Linked DNA regions of Danio rerio: region 2 is linked to region 1. Evidence: chromatin contacts called from public Micro-C data. All regions are on one chromosome and are shown on one strand. The core of a region is the stretch at or near the end of the contact, and the rest is flanking DNA. Distances in the headings are between cores, read along the strand shown.

Region 1 (7,329 bases), core at 4,225-6,724:
GATAACATTTAAGAAAGGTCCTATCAGACAAGCCCAGAATCCTGATCACATTTCACACAAACTGAGCACTGCTCCGGAGTGAAACATCATATTTGGGTGGGGGATCAAAAGGAATGTATTTGAATTCCTCAATTACGTTACATCCAAAGCTAAAATACTTGGACACCTGGATATAGTTTGAATTAGGGCTGCACAATATTGGAAAAAATCTAAAATTGCGATATTTTTTTGTTTCATAAATAGAATTTCACTACATTAGTTGAATTTGCAAAATTTGATTGGGAAGATTCTGTAGGGGAGTGCATATGAATAAAACATAAGAAAGTCTGCAAGAAATAATAAAACCAATAAAGAAAAAAATTCAATAAACTGTTTTTATTGTTTTCCGTGTAGTGAAACTATATTCAGACATACAGCAATTGAAGAATCAAATGTAAAATATAATACTGCATAGTCTTCCAATTTTATAAACAATTTAATAAAATTGATTGTTTATTGCAAGTTACAAACAGTTAGTTCTTAAGCATGAATGCTTTTAAAATCCTTAGTCACAAGCTTAAAAAAACACTTGTGAAATGATCAATTATAATCCAGACTCAACATTGCATGTACTTGCGATGTGAATATTGTGAATGATCACATTGTGATATCAATCCTGAAACGATATACTGTGCAGACATACTTAAAATGGAGAATTTTTTTCAATGGCCATGAAGAAAAAAGGTCAATATGCATGGACCTTAAAAAGTTTAAACTCAAAAATATATGTAAATTAAGTTTATATAAGCAAACTTTGAGTTTAACATGGACAAACTGAGCTGCTGTAGGTAACATTTTTTACATACATTTTTAACCCATTAGTTTGGTTCGTCAAACTTGACCCAAATTTGACCCAAAAAACAACCCAGCGTTTCTAGAACGTAGTGTTTTATTTTAATAAACTGGAAAGAAATTAACATTCTTTTTCATGCTTTAAATTGGTCAAAAATTACTTGATTTGATTATTATGCCTTATTATTATGATTTGATTATGAAAAATTATGTCTCAGAAACATACTGTTTGATCAATTAAACACAGATTGGATAAGAAAATAATGCCTCTATATTTGTCAATTAGATAATAAATTGATATTGTATGTTCATCATGTATTAGTATTGTGATTCTTGAAGTGACTGTCTTCTTGAAGTGGCTGTGTATGGAGATTTAGGTTCACTGTTTCACACTCCTGCTTTGAACTGCATATAGAATGACTTGTCTCAAGTGACAAATATGTCAATGGTCTCTGTTCTATTGAGTGAAGCAGCCTCCGTAGGGATTCAGACTGTGACTAAATGGTCATATTTAGAGACTTTTTCCTTGACACTGCTAAGTTTGGCTAGCAGTTGTGCCGATTTGCCTGTCTGACAGCATTGCTATTCACTTCCATATAATATTTTTTAATGGCAAATGCACCAAAAGTGGGATAAACAGATCACAGCACAGACCATTTATTATAGTAGTTCAGCTCAAAAGAAAAGAGTATGTAAGTGCATTTCACAACACTGACCAGATGCACATCGTGACCACACTCTATACCAAAACTCATGCTCCAGTTATTCTCAGCTCAAGCTACTGTCATATAAGAATTTCTCAGTCAAAAGTTAGATTATAAATATTATATGGATAGCACTACCAAATTAGGTGCTTCTGCCACCAGCTGTAGAACTCAGAGATACTGGTATTAAATATTAGTCTGGAGCCAGGGATATCCTTAAAATAAAATGGCATATTTTCATTTCTGTACGTCTATTTAATTAGAAAAGCATCTGTCAGTAATACAGTTGAAATGGGGGAAATTTTTGAATAATTTTCTTGCAAGTAAATTTAAACTTCCTTAAAACTTTCTGCTCACTCTCCTAAAATTTCAGAAAGGGACTATAGAGATTCTATTTTTAAAAAATGGTGCCACACATCCCAGGTGCCAATGCCTGTCCATGTTATGTAGTCTTTTCACATTTCCAAGTTTCTCAGCAGCGGAAGTCATCTAAGTTGGGTAAACTTGAAGAACAGTGACTAAGAGAGTACCACAAATAAAACATTTTTGCATTCCAATTTGCTTAAATACAGTAGCAAAAGAAAAACTTCACGATTGTGTTTTCCAATAACAGCAGAGGAAAAAACTAAATTTCATCTACTGTCCCAGGCAAGGGGCATAACTGCATTAGAAAGTGTTTTGTTTTGTTTTTGTAATTTATTGCAACAATGATGTAATAAAAATAATAATTTTATAAAATGTACATATGTGCAAAATATTAAACATAGTTAATTAAATTATTAATATTAAAAACTTAAACAAGGATTTAAAATGTGAAAATGGTCTATTTACAATTATTTGATTTATTTGTTCCTAACTACACTATCATGAAAACATTACATACAGAATGGACAAAAAAATGTTTCTGCCACATAAATATATTTCAGAGTGAAGATGCCATAAGACATAGACTAACAATTATAAAATATTCATAATGTTATATCAAATAGCTCAGATTTCATGAAACTTTGATCTAAGCACATTCTGTATGTAGAATGAATTACTGTTGGTAATCATTAACAATAATTCATGGTTAATTATTATGAACAGTTGTTGATATGTTGTTTTATAAAGCGGTTTTATTTTTTATTTAATATAAATAATGGCTTACAACTCAAATCCCAGCACACACTATACTTACAGTAAGTGGCATCTGACATTCTAGGACAGAACATCCAGTAACATTAATATAACGCAACAAACATTAAACGTATTTCTAAATTTGAAAACATATTAGTTAGCTTGGTTATTTCAATATCATAGTTATTTATACGTTTAATCTGAATCATAACAGATACATCTAGCGTATGTTAATATCATGAACTCCACCGCCAACTATAAAATATAATACAAAAATACCAAGACACTACTTCAGAGTAAAGGAGTTTTTTATCTTTCAGTTTTTGCTCCTGTCACCCTGAATGTGTGCATTAGATTCAATTTCACATACTAGTAGAGCCTCACAAGCATCAGTGAAGATGTGCATTGAGCACATATATGAAACAACTCTCAAAAGTCATTAGGAATAACAAAGGGATTTAGCGAAATGTAAAAGTATCAATAAAGCAGTCAAAATGAATTAAAAGCTGATTAGACAGCTTAAATATTGAAGCTAAAATTATTCAAATCCTGTTTACTGTATGACTAAAGTCAGCAAACAACAAAGCTTAAACAATGCTTTATAGCTCTCAGCTAATTAATACTGAGGCAGCAGCCGATAAAAGGCCGTCTCAGAATCACTTACGGCGTTGAAAAACAAAGGCTTATGCACCTCCATCATTTAGCAGCTAATGAATTGGCCGGTAAATGCCTCCTGCAAGACAGGCTATATTTAGAACAAACAACTCCTAAGTCTAACAGAAGATGCACTTTGTAGAAGTGATCTGGGGGATTAAACACACTAGTATACAATAACAGAGAACCAGATATAGTCTCATACTAAAAACATTTACAGTGTTTCCTAAATCCATAGTGCCCCCTTGTGGCCTTAAACGCAAACCATACTTGTTTTTACTCATTTAATAATACATTTTATTTTTTATAATATAGATTTTTTTTATTCAGTAATAAGAACCACAAGCCTAACATCAAAAAAACACAAAAACAGCAGATTAAAATGAAGGATTTAAGGACTTCACACCTGGCTTGATGCTGGTAAAGAAATCTCTGTCAGTGAAAATGGGTAAAAAAATAATAATAGTATTAATATATTTAAAAATATTTAAAATAATAGTATATTTTAATAACCCTATACATCCTATCAATGTGTAACCTTTTGATTTAATTTACATTGTATACTAATAGAAGATAACTAAATTCCATATAATAATTTATTAAAAATTATTCAAACCAAAACTGTAACATTTTTGCAGACTTTCAAATGAATTCCAGTTTACATAAATAATTCAAGCTCCAGATTGGCATTACATCACTGGCTGAAGGTAAGATCAGATGAGATCTAAATAAAGCTCCGTCTCCATTTCAGTATCCACGAGACCACAGGAGCCTTAAGTTAAAGATAGGCATAGAACAGGGATCTAGACAGGAGGAATACAGGGTGGGGTTAATCACTGAAACACTCTGCACGTTTTAGACACGATGGTCATCAAGAGGAATATAACTAAATCACTCAAGTGTTCCCACTTTAAACCAAATGTCTAATTCCCTGACATTCTCCGACTAAAAAACTGTATTTCCATGACTTCTAATGAATGGAAAACAGGTTGATGTTGTCCTTATACATTAATCATATAACATTGAATAATATGCTAAAATAATAAAATAAATATAATTTTGCATGACTTCAATAGACACTTTGTGAAGATCAACAATGGGTAATTTAGCTCAGTTATTTTTTTGGCTGTGGCTATGAAGTGCTTCTTCTCCTATACTTGATAGCTCAAAAAGTAATTGTTTTACAAAATGTATACTGTATTTAGCTTTTTTGTGACTGCTTTTTTAAAACCCAGCTCTTAAGATTTACATTATCCTAAGCAAGCGAGAAACAGTGTGATATAAAAACATGATAAAGAACATTTTTATTTAATAAATGAAAACTAAAATTTAAAATGACATCCCTAATATTTAGCCATAGGAAGATAACCATTTTCAACATGGTTTGGAAAATTCTAAATTTTAAAACTGCCAAAATTATATATGTACGTTTTTATTAAATTTTTTCTTAGTTTTTTAGGGCAACAGTGTCCCCAGCAGAAAAGATATCCAAAGATGCTGCTTTAAATTGTAAAGAAATTACCTGACATGTTATATATATTATAATATAATATTATAAATGTTTCTTAAAATAAAATGTTTTGTGTTCAAAGGAGAAAATATGTTTTTGTTTTTTTACCCAGACATTTAAAAAGAATATATTTTAGAGCAGTAATCACAATACCATGAAGCCATGATATTTTTATCCAAGGTTATCATACCGTCAGAATTATGTACCGGCCCATGTTGATATTACATAACTTGAAAAAATTGAAATCCTTGATATTCAATATCTAATATCTAAGCCTTCTTCAATTCCGTAACATTCCTGAAATTCCATGACCCATGGACACCCTGTCAATTCCAAATCCAGGAAAGGTGTACATGAAAATTTACTACTTCAGAAAATAGGTTTGAACAAAAGCTCAAGCATAAACAATAACTTGATTAAACTTTTTTTCAACTATAGTGAAACCACAAATGCAAACTGTCTGCAGTACTAATAGCAGACCACCAGATGTCATTGAAAGCAAAGCTCAACCTAAACCACAGCAAATTACAAAAACTAAACATAACGTAAAACTCCCTCAAAGGAACAACCCAGTTTTGTATGACAACAATGACTCAGCTGTGCTCAAACATATACATGCTGAAGTTACATAATATCTGAAGTCAAAGTCAAGTTAGCGTGTGTAAATGGGTACATTTGTGTGTCTGCTACAGGGGAACACTGGTATTTCAAATCTGATTATTACTGTTTAAAATCCTCTTGGTCACTGGACATCATGAATCACTGCGCAAAAACATCACAGCCTGGATCAAACGCTGGAATGTTAAGTAGGGTTGTTAGTCGATCAGAAACTTTGGAAACAGCTGAGACAGAAGAGGAGCTGTTCTCAGAGCGCCAAGACCTAGAAACAAGACTCCTGCAGAGTCACGAGTAACAGCAACAGAGGCTAATCCTTAATTAGCAAGGAGATAATTAGCAGGATAAGGACAGAGAGATCCTGACACACACAGGCACACAAAGAAACCGGCAAACTGAATTTTCTGGGACTTATACAAACTATAATCTTAGCAAATCTACAATACAGCTGCATGTATAAAGTAGAAATAGTTTTGGTGTGGTTAGAGATCTGGGGCCTCATGTATCAACGCTGCGTACGCACAAAAACTTTGCGTACGCCAGGTTTCACGCTCAGAATCGCTCACGTTTGGATTTACTAACAATGAACTGAACGTGGGAATGTGCGCAACTTCACGGCAGCTTTCTGGCAGGCGTACGCACATTTTTTGTGCGTGTCTGTTTTATTTCCATTGGCGACTCCTAGAGGCAGTTGTGTTAAATTGCTCTCTACAAAGTGTCTGAGCCTTGCAATGGCAGTTGTATGAGGCGGGTTCAGCAGGTATATAAGGTTTCCATACCATACAGTTGACCAGCTAAACATTAAAGCACAATTTGCAGCGCTCGCCTGTTTTCCCAATGTAATCTGAGCGATCTACCGCATGCACATTGCTATAAAGACACTATCTGAAGATGAATTTGCATGCGTGAATCAGTAACATTTCCATTCAATATTATTATATCTGTAAAATGTTGCTGCACCCTGAACAGTCTCAGTGGCGTAGCTCGTAAGACACATGTGAACATGTTTTGACACGTTCGAGCATGAACTCGGCTCGAATCCAGCGTCTGGTGAACTCTTTCTTCTTTTTTCCCCCCGCTACATATCAGATTTTGCCTACTATTTATCACGAGAAAGACTAGTAGGAATCATTAATAAGTTTGTGCATCATATTTTATTTGCACATTTATTGAATGGAAATGTTTCTGATTCACGCATGCAAATTCATCTTCAGATAGTGTCTTTATAGCAATGTGCGTGCAGTAGATCGCTCAGATTACATTGGGAAAACAGGCGACCGCTGCAAATTGTGCTTTAATGTTTAGCTGGTCAACTGTATGGTATGGAAATCTTACATACCTATCTGAAGATGAATTTGCATGCGTGAATCAGAAACATTTCCATTCAATAAATGTGCAAATAAAATATGATGCTTATTGATATGAACTTATTAATGATTCCTACTTGTCTTTCTCGTGATAAATAGTTGACAAAATCTGATATGTAGCGGGGGAAAAAACAAGAAAGAGTTCATCAGACGCTGGATTCGAGCCGAGTTCATGCTCGAACGTATCAATTCCTGAACACATGGGTCTTACGAGTAGCGCCACTGTGACTGTTAATCATCCTGCAACATTTTACAGATATAAACCACAATATTTCTTTTTTCAATGCACTCAGTGCGATGTTCAGACCCAACTGTGTTAACCGCATCAGCTAAACTCTCCCGCTCTATTTATTTCTTTTATTGTTAATTCCGGAGAACAAACTTGCAAATAACACCGCTTTTCTCCGGCCTACCTCTGAAAGCACCTCCAATTCACATTCTGTTCAAAGTTTCTCTTTTTGCTTGCTTTTGCCATTGCTTTTTCGTTGGGTTTTTCCATTAGCATAGTCATTAGCATATTCATACGGGG
Region 2 (7,709 bases), core at 238-2,737, 37 kb after region 1:
AAAACTTTGGCCTGTAGATGTTCTGAATAGTTTTTAATTGTTGTTGTATGCAGGGGTGGATCTAGTGATTTGGGGGCCCTAAGCAGTTTTAGCCAAAGGGCCCAACAGTCCTAAAATGCACCCTTTGTAATTATTTTTAATATATTTATTTTGCAGGGTTTTTTTTATATCACTAGATCTCCTTTTTCAATTTTTTCCTAATGGAATCTACACATTTTAAGTGATTTGTTTGAATTAATTAATAAATGGAAAATAATATATTTTTTTTTAACTGAATCTTTACCTGACTTGATTGCTAAACTGCTCCATGATTCTGAGTATAACACAAATTTGCGTTGATGTTATAATTACATTAAAATTTAATTTGTTAGACCCTCGCCATACAAAATATGATAGAAAACGATGTCGTGTATAAATTTATTCTAGGTATTTACTAGGGGCCCCCAAATTTCCTGAGGCCCTAAGCGGCTTGCCTCTTTTGCTTATTGGGAAAATCTGCCTGATTGTATGTGTGTTTTGATGGAAGAATGATGTTACCTGTTATTTGTTTGTTTGTTTGTTTGTTAAACCCATGTGAACTGTATATACAGCCTAATCTTGGCCAGGATGCACTTGCAAAAGAGATTTTTACCCTCAATGTGCTTTTTCTGGTTTTGGGTACTTAACGTAAACTAGAAAAATAAACAGGCAGACTTTAACTAAAATTAATTAAGACTGAAATGATGAGCTGAATTATGATACTATTGTTTTCTGTAAAGCCACTTTATATCTTAAATTAAAGCTGTATTATTTATGAACTTGCGAAATCAACACTGTTATTTCACCATTTACCCCAGCTTTGAAACTATCTACACCCTATAAATTAGTGTTAAATATTTAAATGTGACTTAACATCTAAATTTCACCTTCGATTTTTATAAATAAACACCAGATGGCGCCATAGAACTACTTCACAGACTCGCTCTAAGCGCCACTGCTGAGGGCGCCATCATTGCACAGTTGTGTTTTGCACACATAACGGGAGCCATTGTCCCGTTTATGCTAAATTAATAACATATGAACCAACATGTGGGAGATCTCCCACACATTTAACAAAAGCAGAAGTGATGAATGGCAAACAAACTGTCCTGCTGACTTCATTCATGTTGAGGTCAAAGGGCACAAAGTTCAGATGCTTTAGACGGCAGGACACCTCAGAAAATTATTTATGTATTGCCTACGACTATAATCAAACGAGTTTGAAACCTCAGACTCATCAGCACCTGCAAAAGCTTGACTCACAGAAAAACAACATGCACATGTAAACACCGTTTTCCACGAAGATTTGTGCAATGTTGTGAGTTCACATACACAACAGTTTTGTTTTGAAATTCAAAGCATAGTTTTTGACTCATGCCATCCGGCCCAGTGCCCTCGATTTCATGTTTATGCGCACGAGAGGGAGAGAGAGACAGAGATAAAAAGAAAGTGAGAGAGCTCTGGTTTTCATTGAGCTTGGCATTTTTCCACAGACAAAAAGATTTACAGGCCAAAGAAACAGATGGATGAACGTAGTACAGAGTAGGAGGAGAGAAAAAAGAGAGAGAGTTCAGGTTCACACTGCGTCTTTAGATGTTTTTCACAGCCCATGTGTACAGTAAGTGGAGGTGAGTGAGTGTCTGTGCGTCCATGCTGTTAATGGATTGCTAATTAAGGACTTCTCAGGTGAAGCCAGGAAAAGTAGGAGAGGAAATGGAGGATCGGAGTGCCAGGTAAGAGGAGAAGGTAGAAATGGTTTATCAAAAAGAGAGCAGATGAAGGGGGGGAAAAGACAACTTAAGGAGGGGCAGAGGAAAAAGAAAGGTATGTGGCTGCCTCATATATTGTGAGAGGGAATACGGAGAGAGAAGCAGGAGAGATCATAAGAGAATAGAGAGTCTGGTAAGAATTTCAACACCAATTAAAAGAAAAAGCAAAAGGAATGAAAGGGTGATTCTGTCAGTACGACTGCTCTGTTAGTGTAACTCTATCTGCTCTGAGCCGTAACATACAGTAATGACTTCCCAGTGATGGGGCTACTACTTTCTACACACACACACAAACACACACACTTCTAATGAGCACTCCGGGGCTTATACACAATACTGAGACTACTGTGAGTTATTTAAAGAGAAGAGCGATCAGACGGAATCAGCTTTGATCCAGATTTGCGCTTTGGGGACTGTTGTCTTCATATTTATAAGTATGATATTTTACACTTTTGATTTCTTTGACATATAAAAAGTTGATTTGATAGCGCTGATGTGTTTACGTGAAGGTTTTTTTTTCTGCATATCTTTTGTGCAGTGTTCATTAGTGCTGTGTTTTCTTGATGAAATGAAGGATGTCTCTTAGGATGTCCTACAGAGGATTGAAATCTTTGTGAGAGATTGATTAAATTTTAAATGCAGTCTTCAGTCACTCGTGCTCATTCTGAGAAGTTTTAGTTGGTGAAGGAAAAACTTTATATGTCTGAGTGCATTCTGGGTGAGATCTTGAACTTTAAAAAGGCACCTGTTGAATGAATGTTACAGATCCGTCAACGTCCGTTCTGTGAGCCATGCAGCTGCTCGCTCAACTGTTCTTCTTGACTGCGACGCTTCACCTTGGTGTCGTCATGGTAAGTGGCTTACTGTTGATATGGTGAGAACATGTTGCTAGTGTGCTTGTATTTTTAAAACTGTAATGAGAAATGATTAGGAAAAGCAACTTTAAAATAATGGCAATTTGAAATGAACATTATGGTATTAAGTTAATGAAATCTTAAAACATGAATTAAAAGGATTGTACACCAAAAAAAGAGAACTCTGTCCTTGTTTACTCTTCGTTTCAAAGTTATTTGACTTTATTTTTTCTGGTTAAGAAAAATGGGGATATTTTGAAGAAAGCTGGAAACATTAATCAATTACTTACTGTATGCAGAACTTGTTTTTTTCTATATGGACCTCATCTCATAATACTATGGAATCTTCTTTTGTGTGAAACAGAAGAAAGAAAGTTATAAAGATTTGGAACAATTATAGGGAGAGTGAATCATGAGTAAATTTTCCTTTTGGGTGAACTGCCCCTGTCAGAAATTAGAAATTAATTCAAGGTTTTTATTTTACTGTTATATTATAACTGCTGTAGTGGAATTACATACATTATAAAGGTGATTTAAATTACTTATAGAATTATTTTTTTTCATCAAATTATTGAATTTACATTAAATCAACAGGTTAATTCTATAACCTAAAAAATTCAGTTGAGACAGCGAAGACTTAATTTTTTCAGTGATTTTATTAACACACTACAGCTGTGTTTTTGAATTAGTGTTTTGTGAACCTGCTGGCAGAGGTGTAAAGTAACAATTTACAAAAACTCCAAGTACTTTAACTCAGTAGTTTTAAAATTGTGTACTTTTTTACTTCCCCTTGAGTGCATATTAGTGCAGTATCGGCACTTTTACCCCAATACTTTCTTTCAACCTGCAGTCACTACTTTTTTTTTTTTTTTTTTTTTTTGCTGTCTATGGGGATTAGGGTTACTGATTACTGGTTAATTACTAGGGTTAATCTGATTACTGTTGCATCATAATAAACTTCCTCAAGACATGGGCAATTTATAATTGCAGCAAACTGTTTGGAAGTGTAATAGTGTCCAGGAAGATGTCCAAAACCTTTACATGCAATGACCCAGAGACTGTTTAGATGTATGTCACTGATGAGAAGATGACGGATGTTTACTGTATGATGACCGGAATGGCCTTAAACACCCAGCAGGCACAAGACGTCAACATGATGTCAGATTGGTATTGTACCCACAACTTCATGGGGATGTTGCACTTTGTTTGGAAATGAAAATTGGGTTGACATCAGAACCCAAGGTCAGGCCAACTTAAAATGTTCAATGGTTAACCTAAAATCAACCAAATATCAATGTCTAATGATGTTACAGCTTGACGTTGTGACGTTACCACTATGGCGTCTATCAGATGTTGGATTTTGGTTGCCATACCTGAAAATAAATCTTAGTATTTGACGTCAGTATGACATTGGTTTAAGATGTTGGTTCGATGTTGGATTTTGGTTTCTAACACAGCCTAAAATCAACCAAATATCAACGTAATTTGACGTCGTTATTGGACATCAACATAGACTTGTCCTTAGCTAGACATTGAACTTCGTCACCTGACATCACAACCTAAATATAACCTAATATTAACAACTTATGATGTTATGTGTCTGCTATAACTAAAAACACTAAAGAATGTTACGTTTACACACAAATTAGATGTAAATGCATCAGCTTTTTACAGCGTAATACTCTACTTAGGTCTACTTTTTACTCATACTTTGAGTACTAGTCACATCATATACTTTTACTCTACTTTCACTGCATTTTTAGACAAGTAATGGTGTTTTTACTTAAGTATGATTTTTCAGTACTCTTTCCATCACTGTCTGAATCAACTGTTAAAATAAATCAACTTGTTAAATGAACAATTCAGCAATTCGCTCATAAAATCTGTCAACGATTACCATCTACTGGCACTTAAATGTGGCATTACTGTGATTTGATTTAACAGAAAAAATATTATATAGAATACTATTTGTACAAAAGACTTCAAGTACAAAAGAGATAGGTAATGTTCCCAGTGAGTGCAAAAAGTGAAAGCAGGACTCTTTCACACTTACTGTGCTTTAATGGTTAACAGACTACATAAATGTGCACATTTTGCTCTTCTACATGTCTTTCTCCCACTCCCTTTAAAGATATTCTTGCACACATGCTGTCGCAATATGCCTCCCATCCATCAAGTCCTAAAATGCTCAATAACTCTGCCAAGATCAAGAAAAGGGAAAAAAATTGAGACAATTGAAAAATGATTAACAACTGGTTGTTTACCATAAAAGCAGTCAATTGAACAGACAGCATATAACTAAGAATTTCCCTTTATTGCTTGCCAGATAGGCCAGGACTGGGTGCTTCAGGCCCTACCTTGCTTGCAGAAGTTTATGATAAAAGATTTTATCAATAGGTGGTACAGTATTTGATGTTAAAGTGTTAGTTCACCCCCCAAAAAAATTAAGTTATGCTATTAATTAATCACCCTCATGTCATTACAAACATCTTGATTCAGACCTTTGTATTTTGGTTCCAAGCAGCTAATCAAGCTCTTTCTAGGTATACTAGAAACATCCAGGGAGGTGTGTTGAAGTAAGTTGGAGCTAAACTATGCAGTACACCAGCCCTCAGGACTGAGTTTGGACACCTCTGCCTTATATGGTTCAATCATTACATTATCAAGCTATAAGAAAACTTTTGTGCGGACAAAAAACAAGAATAAAAAGGTTTATTCAACAGTTTTTTTCCTCAGTGTCAGTATAGGGTGCATATTCACAAAAGCATGTATGCTCAAAGTAGTCAAATAAATCAATGCGCATCCAAAGTAATACACATAACATGCATGCCCTAAACTGACACTGTGGAGATGAAACTGTTGAATAAAGTAGTTTTTTTTTTCATTTTATATTTGCAGAAAAGTATTCTCATAACTTGATAATTATCAGATTAAACCACTTAGTAAATAATAACATGATTTTTAATTTTGGGTGAACTAACCCTTTAATACATTCATTGATTGATATTTAGGAGTCGTTCTAGACAAGTACTTTTCATGCAGACTAAAAAGTTTAACTTCATTTAATTTGAGACAGGACACTCAGGACATAACATGCTAAAATACTTCAATTCATTCAATCACTCACTCACTCACTCACTCACTCAACTCACTCATAGTATAGACATTAATGTTACCAAAAATAATGTTTACAAAAATTTTTGGACATTCATCTATAAATTCTGGAGGGATTTCAATACCCTTTGAAAAAAGTTAGGTCTCTTTTCACTATATAAATGTTTCTTGAGCAGCTAATCAGCATATTAGAAGGACTTAAACTGCAATATTTCATAATATCACTGCATATTGGCTCCAATAAATACAGACGTAATAATACACTTCAGGCTCATATCAAACATCTGACAAGACTGTGTTTATCTTGAAAAATCCTTCTAGGACATGCACATGCAGTGAACACCTGAAAAGTAATGATATAAGAGACACACTATGTGACAAAACATGCAAATGACCATGTTGTATGTTTACTCTGTAAGGGTGGAAGAGCTCAGCGTAAACAGCGGCAGGCTGAAGAGAAGTTAAGGCCATATTTAGGCAGAGTAGACCCAGGTGAGCCTGAATTATTCCACTCTATTCTTAAGTAATGACTTTGTTCTTCATTTATTAAGTATAAAAAGCTGCATCTTCCTTTTTCACTATTAAACTCTCTATATATATTCTTATGTGTCTTTGTCTTCTCTTCAGAATCCCTGTGCCAGTTGTTGAAATGTCACAGTCCTATCGGTTCCTGGTGCCAAGTAGTGAAGGAGGAGGGAGTTCTCACCCCTAAATGTGTGTGTCCAAGTACCTGCCCACGGTAAGACAAACACACACACACACACACACACACACACACACACACACACACACACACACACCAACAAATGAATAACAATTTTCCTAAGACACCTGAGCTGATTTCAGAGCGAAGCTTCTTACTGTACAGTGAGCCAGCGGCATGAACAGCACAGCTCAGAGCTCAGTGTCATGATTAAGAACAGAATAATGACGTAACACGCTCTTTACGGCCCGCAGACTCCTTGGAATCAAACCAGCAGCCCAGATATTTAACTACTGTTATATTCGCTCTGTGCACTTTAATGCAGATAAAGGCCACATGCAGAAAAGATGTGTTTGAAGACTGAAAAATGCTGATGCAGTTCAAAAATGTTACATTGAAACATACTTCCTTGAAAGGCATTGATTTTTTTACTCAAACATTTTAATATACAGTATAGCTAGATTTACTATATTCTACACCAATTGGTGATCCATTACCGTACCAAATATTATTATATAAATAGTTTAAAAAAATCTCAATCTAAAATACAAAAACATATTAATATTACTGAACTTGAATGGCATAAGCATAACAATGGAACCCATAACTGACCATTTTTATTTCTATAGGTCTCTTATAATGGTTTCATTACAGTATTTCACTTCTCATAATCTTTGTGGTCGATTATCATGCAAAACATATTATTATAAGCAAGGGTGTAGCCAGTAATTTTGGGCCATATGCAGAAAAATGTTCAGTGGGCCTGGGCCCATAAAGTGAAGACGGGTTACTGGAGACCTGCAAAAGTGAAGAGTGGGGTTGGGAGGGAATGTTGGCCTTTACTCCCGCACTCTGTCCCGCTTTTCCCCCATGTGGCATTACTGTGTGGAGTTTGCTTGTTTCCATGTGTTGGTGTGGGTTTTCCCCCAGAGTCCAGAGACATGCACTTTAGGTGAATTGAATAAACTAAAATGGCTGTAGTGTATGTATGTTAATGAGAGTGTATGGGTGTTTCCCAGTACTGGGTTGTAGCTGGAGGGGCATCCGCTGTGTAGACATGGATAAGTTGGTAGTTCATTCCACTGTGGTGACCCTTGATTAATAAAGAGACTAAGCCGAAAGGAATATGAATGAATAGATGTTAAAGTTACCATTTTCTTTTCGAAATTTCTCTTTTCATAGTTTCATGCCAATAACTCACACTTTGTGTTTGGCAGTTTTTTTTCTCTACTAGGCCTATTTTTATCTCTA

Evidence for each region. Hi-C and Micro-C count contacts between places; a contact is called where the count stands out from the background.
Region 2: a contact with region 1 is called in a Micro-C map of caudal fin, with 5 times the contacts expected there. The contact joins the promoter of sparcl2 here to the enhancer-like site in region 1. A contact is called at or near these places in 2 of 18 Hi-C or Micro-C datasets (caudal fin and an unstated tissue).

Annotation. Positions count from the first base shown.
Region 1 is chr17:27,972,132-27,979,460 of GRCz12tu, forward strand. The region is part of intron 4 of ccser2a (coiled-coil serine-rich protein 2a); the gene reads right to left. Among named protein-coding and RNA genes, the nearest start is that of ccser2a, 34 kb to the right of the region's middle. Within about 2 kb of position 5,475, at least 4 of the 62 cell types and tissues checked have an H3K27ac peak or open chromatin away from gene starts, as enhancers often do.
Region 2 is chr17:28,012,889-28,020,597 of GRCz12tu, forward strand. sparcl2 (SPARC-like 2) reads left to right here and starts at 1,488. Exons shown (of 9, transcript XM_068214596.2): 1 at 1,488-1,646; 2 at 2,553-2,638; 3 at 6,175-6,247; 4 at 6,383-6,494. The coding sequence starts at 2,579.